Regions from separate parts of the Sus scrofa genome. Here region 1 is linked to region 2. Evidence: chromatin contacts called from public Hi-C data. All regions are on one chromosome and are shown on one strand. Each heading gives the region's core, a stretch centred on a gene start, on an enhancer-like site or on the middle of the called end of the contact. The rest is flanking DNA. Distances are from core to core; before and after follow the strand shown.

Region 1 (6,414 bases), core at 1,653-4,152, 100 kb before region 2:
CCTTTTACAGGTAGAGACTTGGATGTGTTGAGATGGACACACGGCGTGCATAACCATCAGCACGTCAGGGCAGAGAATACTCCCACCTCCCAGAGGTCCCTCGGTCCCTCCTGCTGTCAATCTTCTCCCCACACTGCCCCTGGCAACCACTAACCTGACTTCTGTCCCTTTTCCAAGATGTCCAGAATAAGCGGAGACCACATAGTATGTAACCTGGCTTTGGTAACTGGCTCTGTCACTTACTGTAAGGCTTTTGCGACTGCCCTATACTGTTTCCTACATCAGTGATTCATTCCACTTCATTGCGAAACAGTATTCTATTGTGAGAATATACCACCATCTGTTTACCTTTTCATTCTGTTGAAGGACATTTGGGTTGTTTTTGGTTTGGGACAATTATAAGCAAAGAAGCTAGAAACATTACCTATAGGTCTTTGTGTGGACATTGGTTTTCATTTCTCTTGGGCAAATAGTTAGGAGTGGAATTGCCATCTGGTAAGTGTACGTCTAACTTTATATGAAAAAGTGGCTGGACCACTTTGCACTCCCATCAGCAGTGCAGGAATTTTAATTGCTCTGCATCCTCAGTAGCACTTGGCATTGTCAGTTTGTTTGTTTGTTTGTTTTGTCTTTTAGGGCTGCATCCACAGCAATGGAGGTTCCCAGGCTAGGGGTCTAATCAGAGCTGTAGCCGCTGGCCTACACCACAGCCACAGCAACTCGGGATCCGAGCCGCATCTGCGACCTACACCACACCTCACGGCAACGCCAGATCCCTAACCCACTGAGCAAGGCCAGGGAGCAAACCTGTGTCCTCATGGATGCTAGTTGGGTTCGTTAACCACTGAGCCAAGACAGGAACTCCCTATTGTCAGTTTTAACAAAAACCATTTTAGCCATTCTGTTTCATATACAGAAATAACTCACTGTGATTTTAATTTGTGATTTCCTCGTGTCTAATGATACTGAGCATCTTTTCTTGCTGCTATTTGCCAACCACATGGCTTCTATGGTAGAGTGTTTTGTCTTTTTTAAAACTGAGGTATAATGACTGGTTTTTAAAATGCAAGGAAATTGATTTCAAATATATGTTAAATGGATGATACATTAAAGTCAGGATGTGTATAGTTAGCTATTTCTGCTTTATTGGTTTTATAATTAAAACGCTCCTCTCTTACTTTTCAAAACACTAGCTTGTTTTGAATTGGCCAAATGGCAGATAACTTCATGTAGGAACTGAAAATAAACACGCTTTCTTCCAATACTAATCAATTGCTTTGTTCATAAAATGTCCATTTTGAAAACTAGGTCTGAAGCCGTCTACGTTTCTAACTTTCTCTAAATTCAGGCTCACCCCCTCAGATACCATGGTGCTGAAGACAGATGCTCAACATGCAAGTGCCTGGGTGCAGGGTGGGAAGCCCCTACTCTCCCCCAGGAACCACTTGGCTGAGGGAAGGGGCGGGGGGGGGGCAGGTATACTGGAGGCAACATCCAAAGTGAGTTTGCACGGACAGGTGGGAAGCTGGACAGACTGACGGCGAGGTGAGGGGAGTGACTCCAGGCAGAGACAGTGTTGGCAAAATGAAGAAAGTGAGACAACACGGAGACCTGGGCTCGGGGAGAAGCCATTAGGAATGCAGGGGTGACTGGGCTAGCTGGGGGCTGGATGCAGTGGGTGGCCTGGGAGGTGGGGTCAGACAGTGAAAAGGCTTCACCCTGAAGGGGGCAGTGCTCCGGGAGGGACGGGTGGGGTTCAGGAGGTAAAGCCCCTGGAGGGACAGTACGAGTAGCCTCTGCCTCTGAGGCACAGCAGGAGAAAGGAACGGCTCTGTCCTCTAGGTGGCAGACGGGGGCAGGACAGAGGTAGCAGGATCCCAGCTCCCAGGGACCTCAGGTGGCGGTTCCTGCAGGCCGGGCCTATGTGGCAGAAAGAACGGAGCCACCTCCTTCCCGGATTCTTCCAGAGACGGTTCTCCCTCCTCCCTCCACCCAACCACCAAGCTCTGCCCGGCTGGTTCTGCTGTCTCCTGGCAATCTGAGTCGCTCTACCCTCTTTCCACCCACGATGCCCTTCGCCTATGCCCAGAGGCCAGGGGCTGCCCGCCGTCTTCCTGGCCGCCTGTGAGTCTCACCCTCATCCTTCCTCTGGCTCCCCTCTGCCTGGGCCCCAGAACCCAGTGGAAGACAAGCCTTGGTTTCACGGCCAGCTAGGACGAGTCTGGGGCTGGAGCTGCAGGGACCCCTTGGCAGAAACGTCTGTGTAACTGAGAACCAGAGCGGAGACAGTGGGCTTTGCCTAAAAGCCAGCGGGTTTATAATTACGGGGTGCTGGGAAGGACTGTTCAAACAGGTCCCACCAGTTCCTCATTCAGCCCCTGGGTGTGAACAGTCTGGGACGCAGCCCACAAGGATGCAGGAGACGTTTGCTTCTCTGGCCTTCCAGCTGCTTACCTTTGCCAACTCTGTCTGCGGAACAGAGCGGCCGAAGGCAGCAGGAAAGCCAGCGGATGGGGAAGCAGGTCAGTGGGACCCCCGGGATCCCAGAGGGATGGGAGGCAACGTGAATGCAGACATGTAGCTCCTCTGAGCCCCACCCACTGGCCCCCAGGGCCACCAGTTACCAGGACCAAGGTCTGGCCAGGGGACCTACACGGTGCCGCGCACCAACCACTTCACACACACACACCGTCCACGTTAGTCCTTTACCCTCCTCTTCGGTCGGTGACCACCTCACAGACAAAACACTGACCACAACCAAAGTCCCAGGGTGAAACCAGAGGCCAGGTGAGAAGGGAGCTGGGCTCTCCCTCCCCCTGCGGCCTCGGCACGAACCTCGTCCTGCGTGGCTCACCTTAATGTCACGAAGAATCCTAGGACTCCCTGGACGCCCCCAGGTACCCCAGGAGGTTCTGGCTGTCTCACTGCTGCCTTGATGCACAACTGAGGGAGGGAGCAGTAGCCCTCACACAGAGGGTGCTCTTAGGCCTGTGCCCCAGACCACCCTGCCCCTGGATGGCCTCACCTCCCGCCGGCCCGGGCCTGTGCAGACCAGAGCCCACAGCACACAGCAGGTCGACCCACACGCCTTCCAACTGTGTCCCAAGGGGCTGGGCCTTTGTCTTCCTTACCCACCGCTTCTTCCACCGCCTCCCGCTCACTGGCTCTCAGCAGGCCCTCAATAAAAATGTGAAAGGTAAAACCCTGATGCAGCTAGAAAAAAATATAGGCAGGGCAGGACCCCTCAGCAAAATTTCAAAAGTAGAAGCTATAAGGATATGTGGGCACACAGTTGTGTGTGTGTGTAAATAAACTATTACCTCAAAAATTAAGGATTTCTGTTCAGAAATCAGTAACACAGACAAAGTTAACAGATTCAAATACTGTCTCCTAATCTGCTTAAATTGTCTAAAGTGACATGGGACTAAAATCTGAACTATCTCAGGAAGCCCGACCCATCAACACTGAGAGGCCTGCAGGAAGATGCGCACAGATACGAGTGGTGACCCGCGAGAGAAGCGGAAGGTCACGGGGCTAACGGCCTGAGCGAAGGGCTCACACTCGTGGGACTTGGGGGAATGCCCACGAAAAGAGCGACACAGCTCTGCCCCCCACAGAGGGCACTCGGGAGAGCAGGAAGGGCCAAGCGTAGGGTGGAGCTGCGCACTGAGGACCCCCTACTGAGCCACGCGGGTGGGAAAACAGCCAGGGGCGGGCCTGTGACCACCAGGCAGGAAGGCAGGGAGCAGACACGTGCCCCAGGAGGACCCAGCCTCGTTGCTCCTGAGTTTTATCCCCAAAGAAATGCTGGCTCAGATCATGGAGCACCTGGGGGGCACCCCAGTGTGGCAACAAAAAGGACAGGCAGGACTGTGTAGACACTGCAACGGAAGAGATCTCACTGACAGTGCCGAGAGGAGAAAGACAGAGAAGCGGAACGAGAAACGGAACAACAGGGCACAGGATGCCTCGACATGAATTCAAAATATTGGCACATAAGCAAGGATGACACCTACGCGAGAACACAGGCGCACACAAATGCCGTAACCTTAGAAACGGGGAGTGGCTCAGGTGTCAAAGGCAGGGAGGTGGTGCTGAACGCGTTCGCCTACCTGCCCCAATCCCGGCTCCCTGCTAAGGCTCGGTGGCTGGTCTTCCCCACGGAGGCACCCCTGACACCTGCCACACCACCAAGAGGGCGCGCCTGGATCGCCTGCGCTAGCAGACAGGCGACACCAGTCCCCTGCCGTAGCGTCCTGCTGGCTGGTCCACCTGGGGACCACAAGGGCCCTTCCAAACACTGTCCCCATGGGTCACAATCGTGCCGTTAGCCTCCCTGCCCCAGCTGGACTGCAAGCCTCCTGGTAACAAGCACAGCACAGTATTTTTCATCAGCAGCAGCATCATAATTGATGCCAGGCTGTGGGCTGACAGCTCTACATGTCACCTCATTTAATCTTGTAATGATCCCAAGGCAGTGGGATTTTACAGAAAAGGAAACAGATTTGAAGAGGCAAAGTCACTCATAATCATGCAGCCGAAAGGAGGCAGACTCCACCTTCCAGAATCTTCCTCGGGCTGAGAACAGGGCGAGTGTTAGAGCCAAGACTTAAAAGGTCACTATCAGGTGATGTGTGTGTTTCCAACCAGCTCTGCAGGTTCCAGGAAAGGCACAGACAGAGTTCGAGCCTGTGGGTCACTGTGTGACCCCACTCCTGGACGCTCCTGATGCCTCCGCGTGCTGAAGAGGCTCATGCCAGGCCCTCGGCCTGGGAACTAAGACCCTGTGCCAGAGCCGACCTTGATTCACTCTCAGAAAGCTCGTGTCCTTTAACCTGGTAAAGCCCAGGCAGCACAACTGCTCCCTCTACACCCTGGGGAGGCAGGTTCAAGAGTGAGCCAGCTGTGCCGACCTGGCTGGACAAGAAGGACAAGCTTCTGGTGACCCTCCAGGCAGTGCTCTGTGTCAGAGACAAATTGTTTATCCACAGCTTCCCAGTGTGGCCAGAAGCCCGGGGATCTTCTCAAGTAGCTTCAAAGACAAGGATGAAAGACAAGCCTTCAGGGACCCTTAATTACAGCCCTGCGGAGGTGGGCGACGGCCCCCCAGGAGGCCGCCTGCCCTCTGCCCCTTCCCACCAGGTCTCTGCCTGCATCTCCACGCCTTCGGCTGCACAGTGGAGCTGGGCTGATTCTGTGAGGACAAGGGCTTGGCGAGTTCACAGCATAGGCTGGGTTCCTTTCCAGTCAGACGTGCTCTTAGCCTGGGGGGCTGTCACTTACAAGGCCATTTCCTCATCGTCCGTTCAGACACAAAATGAAGAGAGAGGACAGGAATAGACGACCGCCACGATTCCAGGATTTCTAACTGAACAGTCTGCCAACGCCGCCACCGGCTGGCTGCCTCCCAAAACACTCGCAACTCAATTTTTTCTCAACCCTCTTGACACCCACAACTGTGTGACAAACACCTACTGTGTGCCAAGGACTCCGTGCGAGACTAGGGGATGCAGGGGATGCAGTGGTGAACAACCACTGCGGTCCCCACTGCTGTGGGACTTGTGCTCAAGTCACAATTACAGACGTGACAAGTTCTGGAAGGAGCACTGCAGACGTCGGGGCTGCCTGGAGGAAGCGATGTTTGAGGCAAGAGCTGAAGGAACTCTGGGGCAAGGTCGCTTTCTGAGGGTCCGAGGGAGGGTGCTGAGGCCCACGGACCATGGGGGACGCCGCCCGCTCCATGAAGGTCCCTCTGCCAGGCAGTTCGTGCCTCCCTTGTTACTCTGCCTCCACGTCTGCTGTCACATGCAAAATGTGGTTGGCACGGTAGGTTTTGAGGGCAAGGTCTACATCTTTCTTCTTCTCCATCCACCATGCCAGGCACACAGAGGGCACCTAGTAATATCCTCTCAATGTCTGAGTGGTGCTGGGAGCAGAGATTCTGTTCCATGTAGACAGGAGGAGACTGAGAAGTTGCTGGGCGCCCAGCTAGAAGCACGGGGAATGAAGTAAATCATGAGACTTTATTTACTGAGGTGGGTTTTTTTTTTTAAACTTTATGGCTATACCTGCGGCATATGGAAGTTCCCAGGCCTAGGACTGAACCAGAGCTGCAGCTGCGGCAACGCAGGATGCTTTAATCCACTGTGCCAGGCCAGGGATCGAACCTGCACCTCCACAGTGACCTGAGCTGCTACAGCGCTACGCCACGGCAAGAACTCTTATTTACTGAGTTCTTAATTGAGGGAGTTCCTTGAGCTCTCTCCACAAAGAATCAACTCTCAGCATATCTCCAGATACGGACTTCACGGATGACACACGAGCAGCTACCGCTTCTGCCCACACAAACAAGCAGGAGAGCCGCACAGGTCCTTGAGGCACTTACAAGGCTGTCTGTCAAATTCAGCGTCCGAG
Region 2 (6,478 bases), core at 2,002-4,501:
AAACTACATGGTGCTCTGTTTTATTAAGCAAACAGATAAACATACAATCATGGGAATAAATACAAGTTAACATAATTTAACTAAGGAGTTTTTGTCATTTGTGTTTTTAATCAAAATATCAAAACTTGTGCTCTTAGATGGCCACTGTCCCTCAAATAGTTACCTTTGGAAATATACATACGCCAAGAATGTTGCATTGTACAAAATACTTTGAAAACTCTTCTTTTTAAGATTGTCTCTAGTCAGTATAGCACAATCATCTGAAAACTAAAAATCTGACGGAATTCCTACACAGCCATCCCAGGGACCACCACTAGGCCTATCAGGAAACAGGTTTCAGGCACTGACATGCTTTCAGGTATGTGAAGAATCATTCCAGGTCCATAAGGAAAGGTCTCCACCTGTGGAATGCAAACTGACTTCGTAACTAAGGCATGGCTGTGCTGCCTTCAGGCATGCAGCTGCACTTCCAAACAACCTAATTGGAAAAAAACTGAGCCAGCACTATCGCTCACGTGAATGTGGTCATTACCCAAATAATCTACAGGGTGGCCTCCACAAAGCCACGGGTACAATGTGATGGCAGATAAGGCAGGCCAAGCCAGATGCGAGGTTTAGGTGAGGGGGAGAGCGCTTGCTAAATGCTATTGTGATCTCTAGAGACAAGGCGCTGTTACTATTACTAAGACATCTGTGTCATCTTTTTGATATTCCATAATATCCTATAATCAACTGATGACCAGACCAGAAGGGAAATCTGAGCATCATGTCCTTAACTTGGTCTGCACAGACTTCCAAGTGAATAAAGAAATGAGAAAATTAAGGACAAATGTCCTTCAGCTCCCATCCCAGAAACTGCCTGGCCATCAAAAATCTAGACAGGGCATCCAGGACGGGGGAAAGCCAACAGCAGCAAGCTGTGTTCAAACCCCAGATACTATTTTTTACAAATGCATACTTTTAGACTGTTTAAATATTATGACCTACATCTTATAATTTGAAACTAAAAGTAATAAAGTTCCAGTTCCCCAAAAGCATGAGCTGAGAATGACATTTCCATCCAAATGAGTTTTTACTCTTCTCCAAAAAAAGTGGATTAAGAGTGCAGACCTAGTCGCTCATCCACTCCTGTGCTACATTACTTTCCAAAGTACTAAATATCACCAGTTTAACGGCCAATTTCTTTAAAGCTTCAAGACAATTGTCAGAAGGAAAACACACGACAGAAAAGTTTTTGATGCAGTGGGCTCATATCTCAACTAACAGAACCTCATTAAGGAGACTGTGAAACTCTAGAATTAAGTTTAAATGCACACAGATTATTGTTTCCCATGTGAATCCAGAGAAACCCCACTTGCACTGGCTCCCATTCAATGCCTCTATGGAGAGGCTCCAGGCGGGACTGGGAATCAAGTAGAATAAGAACTTTCACAGAATGAGAGTTTCTGCTGTGGATCAGCAGTAATGAACCTGACTAGTATCCATGAGGATGTGGGTTCGATTCCTGGCCTAGCTCAGTGAGTTAAGGATCCAGCATTGCTGTGGCTGTGGTGTAGGCTGGCAGCTGCAGCTCCGATTCAGCCCCCAGCCTGGGAACCTCCATTTGCTGCAGGTGCAGCCATAACATTTAAAAAATAATAGTAATAACCTTCAGGGAAGAAGGGGAAGAAGGGTTGGTTCCCTTGCCCTGGCTCCAACCTGACAATCCTGGGAGAGTTAAAACAGAACTTCAGCACAGTGGGATAACTGGAGAGGAAGCAACTGCAGAGAAAGGAAGGCATTTTTGTGAGCTCACCGCTTGCAACCTAGGTTTAAATTCTCTGGGCTGGTCTCCTGATTTTCATCAGGACAGCCAGGGAGTGTTTGGTAAACAGTGTAATGAGTAGTCGTGGAGACTCTGAGCAGCCAGCCCTCCTTAACCACAAAAACACAGGACAGTTGAGGTAAAAGAGAGAAATCAAGACCCAGGGACACACACGCCCCACCTGAAGGCCACCTTCCCTCAGGCACCCAACCCAAGAGCAGCATCCTCAAAGGCTGCAGCTCCGTGGGATCCCCAGGAGGCAGCGCTGCTCGCCCCCCGACCACCTCCGTCTAAAACAGAAAACCAGCGTTTTCAGCTCCTGGAGCTAAAAACCCAACTGAGCCACTGAAACTGAGCAGCAGAAAGCACCCCCTCTCCGCTCCAGGCCTCTCCGGATGCCCCGGCAGGCTCGGAACCCTACGGGAGGAAGGGCGCTCACGTTGCTCCAAACGACAATCTGGGAAAACTCCCAGGGGCGACCAGCCTCTCCGGCCTGCGTCCCCAGCCCCAGGACCTGCTCGCAAAAGGGGCTGGCCACCCCCCACCCCCCTCCCCGCCCCCGCCTCACCTACAACATTGAGCCTGGAGAGGGAGGGGAGGGTGGGAAGGAAGGAAATGGACGACGGTCATCAAAGGGCCCCAAATGAGCGCATCCGCATATGTGTCCGGGCTGCTCGGGCCGCCTCCGCCCCTCCAGGCCACCCTCGGACCCAGCCCTGCCCTCCTCTCGCCGGCGCTTACCCGGCCCCTCGGCTCCCACGCGGCTCCCCCAGCCTCCCGCGCCTGCCCGCGCTTCCCCCAGGGAACCCCGGCACCCCTCGACTTCCCCGCCTCCCCTCGCTAGGTCTCTCCTCAGGGCTCCCACCTGCCCTTCCGCAGCAGCCCTCTGACCCCGCGGGCCCCGCTCCCCAACTTCTCCCTCCAGAAGCCCTCACTCGAGAACTCGTCCGCTCCTCCGCGGCGCCGCCGCCGCCCCAACCCCGCACGCCCGGCCCCCGCCTCCCGCAAGCACCCCACCCGCCCTCCGGACGCCCCGCGACGCGCCCTCGGGCGCCCTCCCTCGGCCCCCCCGACGTCCCCTGAACGCAGTGGCCCCTGAACACACCCCCTCCCACAGCGACAGGAAGTTCGCGCGCCGCCGGCGCGGCCCCTGAGGCTGCCCTCGGGCGCGGAGCGCGGCCGCGCCGCGGCGGCCTGACAGGGCTCGGGCCCGGCCGCCGACCAGCGCCCCGCGTCCGTCCGCGGCGCCCCAACCGTCGCGGTGGGCCCCTCACCTCGGCCGCCGCTCGCCTCTCAACACGCCGCTCACTCCGCTCCAGCCGCGACGGTGACTCCTGCCCCGGCTCCGACTCCGGCTCCGGCCCGGCTCCCGCCCTCGCTCTGGCCGCGTTACCCAGCCCTGCCCTACCCAGCCGCTGCCGCTTCTGCCGCCAGCCCAGAGCGCCCCGCCCCCGCCGCACCCGCTCTGCTCGCCCCATTGGCTGCAGGGCGCCGGGCCCCGCCCCACGGCCCTGTAGGCGTCCCTGATTGGGCCAGAGTAGTTCGGAGGTGGCACGCCCCCTAGCGCGCCAAAGGGGCCTCCCCTGGGCGTCATTGGCGACTTCCCCTGTCAATCAAATAGGGAGCGCCTACTTAACTGAGGAGAGGGCGGCCGGGGTCACTTTCCTGGAGTCCCTCCAAAGCTGTGATTCGCCAGGCTTACTCCCCGGAGCCAGAGTGTTTCGGTTTTTGCGGGCACCCAAGGGTGGGGGCCGCGCCAGGGTAGCACCGCACTTGATTGGGAATTCAGGGAAGTTAGACATTCTGAAAGTTTCCTCTCCTACGGCATTCACAGAAGCCAAGGTCCTCAGGGCTTCGTCAGATTCACGCAGCAAGAATATATTCCACTTGAGCCGGCTTAGCTTAAGCAGGCCAGAGGTGGGGGGTGGTGAGTGAGTGTGTGTGTGTGTGTGTGTGTGTGTGTGTGTGTGTGTGTGTGTACACAGCCCACGCGAGGATTTAGGAAACCCATGCCAGGTAACTTGCTGGGGGTGGCTCTACATGAATAGAGGAAATAAATGGCAGATCCAGGATTAGAAACGCAGGTCAGCCGGACCCCAGGCCTGAACTGGTTCCACACCACCAACTTGATACCATCACGAGGATGGTACAGCAACACGGGACACGCTTAAACTAAAGGGTTAAAAGGAAAAGCCCCGTTCAAAATGTCGGACCCTCTAAAAACTGCTTCTACCTTTAGGTAAAGACTAGAAGAACGCGAACTCTTCTCGTGGACAGAAGAAACAGTGGTTTTCCCCTTTCTCAAGTATATCTGTTCTTGGGGGGGGGGATGAGTTTGGAATTTGGGATTAAAGTATACACACACTACTACATATAAAGTAGATAAACAAGAAGGACCTACTATATTGCATAGGCAACTTTTTTTGAATTTTATGATTTTTTATTTTTCCATTAGAGGTGATTTACAGTGTTCTGTCCATTTGTACTGAACAGCAAAGGGACCCAGATCATCTTTTTCTCACCTTATCCTCCATCATGTTCCATCACAACCGACTGGGTATGGTTTGCCCAGGGAACTGTTTTAAATATCTTGTCATAGCCTACAATAGGAAAGACTCTGAAAGATAATATATATACATATATATATGTCAGAATATATATGTCAGAACATACAAATGAGAATATATATGTATTCTGAATCACTGAATCTTTTTGCTGCACACCTGAAACATTAAAAATCAACTATACTTTAAACAAATCAAGTATTTGCTCTGCTGCATCATGGTTAATGATGATAAGTGAGAAAGATGAACCAGAAAGGCACCGCCATGTTGTGCAAGGACCAGCCACTGCCAAGAAGTCACTGCCTTCCTCTAGGGCTCAGCCTGCAGGGCCACTCTGCCACCCAGAACACCCAGAACAGTGTGTGCAGAGCCCAGCCATCAGCTGGGGTCTCCCAGGCCTCTGAGGTCTGCATAAATTCTGGGGGCACTGCTGCTCCCTGCCCTGGGACGATTCAGAGTCTTTCCCATGGTTTCTGAATTAGTGCCCATCACCTCTGCCTCCAGCCTCCTGCTCTTGCCCACACGCTCGCTGGTCCTGGCCATCATCCTTGTCTCTGTTTGCACACACTCACACCAGCCCCTTCATACACACCACCGGTGAGGCTAGCAGGGATTCCTGCAGACTGAACCCCAAAAGGAGGCATCTAGCCTGCCACTGCCTGGCAACACAGGACACCTCCTGAGCTCTTTGGGCCTCTTGGCCCAGAGGTCACTATCTGGCCACATGACCCAGGCAGCCTCTACACACTGGCTCCCTTCTCTTCTCTCCTCTTCCTTCTAAAGGCAAAAACAAAATTCCTTTCATTTTCTTTCACCACCAGTTTGACGCTTGCTCAACGCTTGGACTTTCACCTCTGATCCGGCAGCTCTTCCAAGGAGAGAGCTCCCCCTCACCAGCTTGCTGAGCATCCCAACTTGGACCCCGCAAACATTTCCCAGTGTTGCATCCAGCCTCCCCCATCAGATCCAAACAGGCCTGGAGCCCAGTCCTCCCTCTGCTCCTTCCCCACTGAGGGGACGTGGGCAAGTCACTGCAGCTCTCTGTACGTCTGTGTCCCAGTCTGACACGGGGGTGGTGGCAGAGCCCACCTCCCAGGGTTGCGGCACAGAGTAAATGAGTCAAAACAGGTAACAGCAGCTCTGCTCGTGCAGGTCCAAGTGCTCAATGTCTGAGCAGGTAACATGGTCACCCTCTGCCACTGTCATTTTTCTCCCTCATTCCTGCAAAATGTGCCCATTGCCTGGATCTGGAGCAAAGGATGATGGGTCCTTTATTAGCCATTTCCCACTCAGCAGCCAGGATGAACAGACAACCTACGCTAAAACATACCTTCACAGAGAACAAAACATTCTCCAAAAAATTTAAAATGTCCAGATATAGTTCTTATACAGTGATAGTCATGCCTTTTTCAAGGAAAAAATAAAACAAAAAATCAGAGTTCCCTTGTAGCTCAGCAGGTTAAGGATCCAGCGCTGTCACTGCTGTGGCCCTGATTACAGCTGTGGCTCAGGCTCAGTCTCTGGCCTGGGAACTTACCCATGGCATGGGTGCAGCTACCCCCTCAAAAAAATTACACATAATTTTTTAAAAATCAAAATTTTTTACAAATATTCACTTTTTTTTTTTTTGCTTTTAGGGCCACACCTGTGGCATATGGAATTTTCCAGGCTAGGGGCTGAATCAGAGCTTCAGCTTCTGGCCTATGCCACAGCCACAGCAATACCAGATCTGAGCTGTGTCTGCCACCTACACCGCAGCTCACTGCAATGCCAGATCCTTAACCCACTGAGCAGGGTCAGGGATCAAACCGTCATCCTCACGCATCCTAGTCCATTTTGTGACCACTGAGCCACGAGGGACACTCCCAGATGTTCACTTGATGGATAATTACACCCAAAGTTTAGAGAATGTGCAGGGCAGAGGATGGGGTAGGTTCAGGGAGGGACGGACCAGGGTCCTGTTTGTGCACCTAGGAAGACCCAGCAAGGACACAGATTGAGAAGAGGCCTCCCCAGTGAAAGACCTCAGCGATCCCTGGAGGGCAGAAACACTGAAGGCAGTGATGTTTAACTGAGCCAAGGTGGATGGGAAGGATGAGGTCAGAGAACC

The links. A called contact is a pair of places that touch in the nucleus more often than the background predicts.
Region 1: a contact with region 2 is called in a Hi-C map of retroperitoneal adipose tissue, with 1.7 times the contacts expected there. The contact joins the enhancer-like site here to the promoter of PACSIN2 in region 2. A contact is called at or near these places in 2 of 5 promoter capture datasets (fetal liver and liver), 10 of 47 Hi-C or Micro-C datasets (alveolar macrophages, blood, embryonic fibroblasts and 5 more) and 2 of 2 datasets of contacts at active chromatin or transcription factors (alveolar macrophages and skeletal muscle).

The regions. Positions count from the first base shown.
Region 1 is chr5:5,954,754-5,961,167 of Sscrofa11.1, reverse strand. All of the region lies in intron 3 of PACSIN2 (protein kinase C and casein kinase substrate in neurons protein 2), which reads right to left. Among named protein-coding and RNA genes, the nearest start is that of ARFGAP3, 36 kb to the left of the region's middle. Within about 2 kb of position 2,902, at least 9 of the 83 cell types and tissues checked have an H3K27ac peak or open chromatin away from gene starts, as enhancers often do. A contact at or near this core is called in alveolar macrophages and retroperitoneal adipose tissue, where this site is marked.
Region 2 is chr5:5,850,150-5,856,627 of Sscrofa11.1, reverse strand. It overlaps PACSIN2 (protein kinase C and casein kinase substrate in neurons protein 2), which reads right to left and starts at 3,251. Exons shown (of 11, transcript XM_021091423.1): 1 at 3,079-3,251.